Regions from separate parts of the Zea mays genome. Here region 2 is linked to region 1. A link is a contact called in public Hi-C data. All regions are on one chromosome and are shown on one strand. The core of a region is the stretch at or near the end of the contact, and the rest is flanking DNA. Distances in the headings are between cores, read along the strand shown. Region 1 has its middle 70 kb from the start of LOC100147737. Region 2 has its middle 47 kb from the start of LOC100281244.

What was found. A called contact is a pair of places that touch in the nucleus more often than the background predicts.
Region 2: a Hi-C map of leaf shows a contact between it and region 1, with 4 times the contacts expected there. The contact joins two enhancer-like sites. A contact is called at or near these places in 5 of 25 Hi-C or Micro-C datasets (bundle sheath, endosperm, leaf and 1 more).

Annotation. Positions count from the first base shown.
Region 1 is chr7:120,113,638-120,116,516 of Zm-B73-REFERENCE-NAM-5.0, reverse strand. No RefSeq gene overlaps it. Among protein-coding and RNA genes, the nearest start is that of LOC100147737, 70 kb to the right of the region's middle. Within about 2 kb of position 1,431, at least 9 of the 20 cell types and tissues checked have an H3K27ac peak or open chromatin away from gene starts, as enhancers often do. A contact at or near this core is called in bundle sheath, leaf and leaf mesophyll, where this site is marked.
Region 2 is chr7:120,332,462-120,335,340 of Zm-B73-REFERENCE-NAM-5.0, reverse strand. No RefSeq gene overlaps it. Among protein-coding and RNA genes, the nearest start is that of LOC100281244, 47 kb to the right of the region's middle. Within about 2 kb of position 1,515, at least 18 of the 20 cell types and tissues checked have an H3K27ac peak or open chromatin away from gene starts, as enhancers often do. A contact at or near this core is called in bundle sheath, leaf and leaf mesophyll, where this site is marked.

The DNA of each region.
Region 1 (2,879 bases), core at 182-2,681:
CCATGGTGCGATCTTAGGTTTTCCCTTCCTGCGGTTGCGGGATTACCAAGGCACATTCGGCTCTCAGTGAGCCTTGTAATGACTGAGCATGTTTTATCGTTCGCCTCATTCTAGTCGTGTGGTAGAGACCACCTTTCTCGTGAAACTTCTCGGGGAAGGCATTACTTTGCCATGGTTACATGTAGCTTCTAAACCCTAACCCGAAGCCCGATTATAGGTAGCTTCTCGGGGAAGGCGTTACTTCGCCATGGTAGAACAAAGTGTGGTAGAACAAAGTGTTCTACCTTCGTAGAAACGTGTCTATCAGCATTCGCCTCGGTCATCTGCGCTCCCTGACCGGGCTCATTAAGTCCGGTCGCGCGTGGGCTGCGAGGATCCCCAACATCATTATTATTCTCTCTATGTCACGCTGACTCCTAGCCTTTGTAGCCTAAGTCTCAGTGCGGCTCGTTGTGTTGCGGGCCCTGTATATTGCTAGTGTACTCAGGTCCAGGCTTGGTAGGTCATGAGTGGGTCGTAGACCTATGGCCTCGTAGATGATGAATGGAAGGAGGACCGACCTCCCTATCATGGCTCGACGCCAAATATAGTTAATGTGGTCAACAATCATTTATAGTGGGCCAGTCCTGTGCCTGGTGCAAAATCCACTCGAGTGGTTTCCTCACGGTTTGCCGGACCCCCCTTCTAGCTTTGCCTTGCCTGATCTTGGGCTCGATGCTATTTGGGGATAAGTCCTTCCAAGACAAAATATTTCTCCATCCTCTTGCTGACTCGTAGCCCCAGAGACTCGGAGATCTTTTCCCTCACACTAATAGTACACCAACACTTTGTATGATTTACTCCTAACACCTCGTGGACCATACCTCGTCGGAGTCTAATCGTGAATTATCTCTAGTTATCTCTATTTTTTATATCATTGACATCAGCGGAGAAAGTACCAGCGCTTCGTGCCAATTGCCAAGTGGAACAGGTTGGCTGAAAAAGACCGCTACTTCTGCACGACTTGACGACGAGCATCGTTTGTTTTGTAAAAGGACCTACTACTAGCTGCCAGTTGACTTGACCACGTATTCCTGAGGGCATGACCCACTACCGAATACTCGTAGTGGTGGCTATTGAGGCACACGGATTAACTTTCTCAAATAGGCAGTGAAACATGTGCCCTTCCAGCAAGCCGTGCACGGTCATAATCTGAAACAGTTTTTATAGATGCCAACTCATCTACAAAACCATAATCTAATTAAAACTATGTTAATATATATTTTTTATAGATACAAAGTCATCTTGAAACTTGCTGCTAACGTACCGTGTGTGACGCCATAAACCTGATGTCATAATGAAGCGTGGACAAGGACGAAACGTCTACACCGTGCTAAGAATCCAAAGAAAAGGTGGAGAAAAGTCCAGGCCGTATATAATAGAATCTGTTAGAAACGGGAGGCTTCGATGCGTCACATCTACCGGGTCGTAAGGTGTGGTTTCCACACTAGTTTAGTTTAACTAGTTTGTGTCATATTAAATTCATGCTAATTAGAAATATTAAATATAGTTTAATTATAAAACTAATTACTAGATTATAACTAAACGACAAAATAAATCTATTAAATCTAATTAGTTATGATTCGTCTATGTGATGTTACAGTAATACCGATCATGTACTAATTAATCCCAATAAATTTGTTTCACCGTTTAATCATTATTTATATAATTAGTTTTATAGTTAACTTATATTTAATACTCGTAAGTGGTATTAAAAATTTGATGTGATATAAATTGAACTTTATTTAGGGGACCAAATACCTTTGAAGGGCCACATTAGGCCTTGTTCGGTTAATCCCGTTACACATGGATTGGATGGGATTGAAAAAAATTAAGAAATGGTTTGACTTAGTTGGGATTTAAACCCACCCAATCCCACTCAATCCATGTGGATTGGGAGCTAACCGAACAAGCCCTTAGGGGAGATCTTTATTTTGTCCTTCACATTCCCACATTCCCACGTGACTAGGTGAGAGAGAAAAACGATAAACACACACACAAAAATATATTACATTCCACGTGACTATGTGTGTGAGAGAAAAAACACTAGAAACACAATATATAGGATAGATCTATTATTCATCACCTGGACCACCCGACGCGTGCTTGGCTGCACCCCCTCCCTCCCCCCTCCACGGCTCCCCTATGTCTGCCCGAGCCGCCCCGCGCTAGCCGGCCAACCAGGCCACCCACCCCGCCCGTCCGACCGAACCAATATGGAAAATGACTGGAAAACAAAGAATGATTTAATGTTGTCTAGACTCGATCAATATGATAAATTATTAAAAAACAAAGAATGACTTAATGTTGTCTAGACTCTGGAATGACTGAAAAACCAACAATATCTAATAAACACAGGGAGAATCACTGAAAACAAAAAAAAATGAATTAAGGTTTCCCTGAAAAATGACTTGATGTTTAACTGAAAAACAGAAATAACTGACTTAAAAACAAAAAAAATGTCCGAGAAAACATGAAAAATGCTTGGAAACTAAAAATGACTTAATGTTTCCTTGATGTTTACTAGGATGGCTTAATGTCTAGACTCCAGAATGACTCAATGTTACCTGGAATTCTAAAATGACTTAATATTTTTGCTACCTAGACTATGTAATGACTTAAAGTTACCTAGAATAACTTAAATGTTGATTGGATGCTAGAATGACTTAAAGCATTCAACTCATTTTTTTGTTTCCATGCATGCGGCAGTTAACGGATACGATTCCTAATTTCTCGCGCATGCAAATGGAAACTCGCATGCATGGAATGGGACACATGCGGGATGGGGGATAGCGGCCAGGCTGGTCCGATGGTGCAGGGTGTAACTATTGAAGGGTTTC
Region 2 (2,879 bases), core at 266-2,765, 220 kb before region 1:
AAACAGACTTATAAAATGATTCTGATTCAATATAAGAAACGTTCATCAAGAGAATCCGGATCTAAAAATGTCTCTGTAAAATTCTAGATATCTACCAAATGTACTCTAAATCCACTGAGTGAGGTCTTATTAATTTTATTTCCAAAGCCCACGGTTGTTTTACGTCACTTTCCCCACTTTATGCAAAAATAAAGTAATATTATGCATAAGTCAAGGTTTGAATCTTAGTTGCATAATGTACTCATATGGTATATAAAAACGGTAGCAAATACATTTTTATTGCTTTTACAGGTTCAAAATAATTTATGTACTCATGAAAGAATGGTAAGACACCGATTACTTCCACGTAATACTTCTTGACCACCTAATCTTTCTTAGACGTTGTTTTTTTAATTAGATTGTGATGGAAATTTACATTTGTTTCCTATTTTTTTGTTAGCAAGCACAATTGTTGTCAATATTTTGCATGCACGTAGCCTCTCACCATGGCCATGGATATACCAAAATGTTATAGAAATCAATATATCCAAAATGTTATAGAAATCAATATAATTAGATATGCTAGGATGCCACCGCATGTTTCCTTGAACTACTATAGATTTTTCATTGATGAAATCCATGCTTGATGGACACATGTCTAAAATTTGTGAAATTGATACGAAATTCATATATTTTTAATATTCTTTATTTGCAAGCCAAAGTTGTTGTGAAATTCTTTTAGATGCACAAATTTATGTTCTAAATTGTTTTTTTTCTCGAAGGAGTTACCTGTCCATGTCCCCTGCTCTATGCTCAAGTTTCGTTTCTTATATTCTTAACTGATGTTTGTGTGCCATATGTTTTGTTATTGGTTCCTAAAACTTTATTTTTGGATTAACAAACCAGATCGGCTTTGGACTAATGCCTGAAGATTTAATGTTTTGGACGCATACTCTACTCATGTAGGGTCAAGATCTTTGATCTGGCATAAACAAATTGTGTGAGTCTCTTCTTACTTAAATTGTGCTATGTAGTCAGTTAACTAGCTTCTAATTCATATTTCATTTAGAGCTTCTGCCACTTCTTGGAGAACCTAACAGGGACACCACCACAACGCAATACAGGAGATGGACGATGCCAGAACATTTGCCTTCAAGAGGCACTTGGTTGGATGTTAGCAAAAAAAATGTATGTGTTCTCTGTGTTTATATAATCGTTGTATATTAATATTTTATCCAATAATTTATGCCGTCGCAACGCACGGGTATATTACTAGTAGTATGAATCCGTCACTTTCTAGATCCTGAGCCCTATGAACAATTTTATCTTCCTCCACACGTAATCGTAATGATACTCAAATTCTCCCCACAGCCAGATTCTCCGTACAGCCAGATTTTCAGAAAAGCTGGTCAGAAAAAAGCTGAATAAAACATGCCCCATATTTTCTCAATAGAATCGGCACACTTCTGCTAATCAGAGGCGTCCACAAGCCGATCTACGGCTCCCCGTCAACCAACGCCCAGATCCGATCAGAGCCGTAATTCTAAGATCCAACGGTCCTTAACGATCCCCACGCTACCCGGCTCACCAGCATGGCGGAGCAAGGCCCCCGCGGTGGCGCGGTTCACTGGAGATCGGTGATCCAGTGCCCGATGTCCTATCCTGCCACTAATCCTGAGATTTGTGAAGAGAAGTGGCGATCTTAAAGGCGGCCTCCTTAGAGCTAGTTTGGGTACTCTAGTAATGAAAATAATTAGAGTGGATTGAGATGTATTTTGAGAGTTTTTATCTATTATAGATTTATACACTCTCTAATCCCTCTAAACCGCTTCAATACTACCTACAATTGCTGTCCGGGTGACGCTGGCCACATGATGTTGCGGCACGGCGGCGAGTACCCAGGGCCGGTGAGTGGTTGGTGGCGCTCTGGTGCACCAAACGGTCCCCGGCGAGATGCAACTCGTATAGGAAGACGAAGCAAAGATGTGTAGGGATTCTCACCGAGTGCAGGTTGCCACGGCGTCGCAGTAGGGCGGACCTGCGACAGAGCCTCAGCTTCGTCGAGGAATTGTCGCCGATTCAACCACCCGCGCACCTATAGGATCCCGCGTACACCTCCGAGCGCTTCCTTTCCACCTGAGATTTATACCCTGAGACTCCGGATCGCAACAGCGAACCGTGGATTCCAGGCGCTCAACGTGGCAGCCGGTTCATCACGACGAGTCCGCGGGGAAGAAGCATCTGTTGGAGTGGCCCCACACGCCAGACTAACGAGAGTATGCGGCAGTGGGATGAGGGGCACTGATCCAGACGGCCCACCTATCGGCAGTTCGGCACTGGAGATTAAACGTTGGCTAGCATAGGACGAGCGGCCGCGGGGCGGTGGCCCAATGCGGGTGACGGTGTGGTGAAGTAAAATGGGCCGCGTGGGTGCGAACAGTTTTGGGCCCGACAGGGAAATGGGGCCCAAAGCGCAGTTCCTTATCCCCTTCTCTTTTCTTTTCTTTTTTTTTATCATTCTCCTGTTTTGTTTTCTATTTCCTGATTTCAAATTTCAAATTCAAATTTGTTCCTGAGTTTCAAACACACAATAGATTCTTCAATCGAAGTCTCAGAATGGGGTGCAATAGTTCTATACATATGAATTTTAAAAATAATTTCCTTACGAGATTAGTTAGAAATACATGTCTTGTCAAAGGAATAACTAAATTCGTATTGATATCTTTTTTATTATTTTTTAGTAAACATATTTATTTTAGGAGGTGAACTTCAATGTTAAAGATAAGCCTTTCAAGGATATTAAAAATTTAATGGGGTTATTTTACTAGAGGGTTACTAGAGAATTTTCAGGTGTTAGAGTTCTTGGGCTAGGCGCGGTATCCACTCGAGTGGTTTCTTTT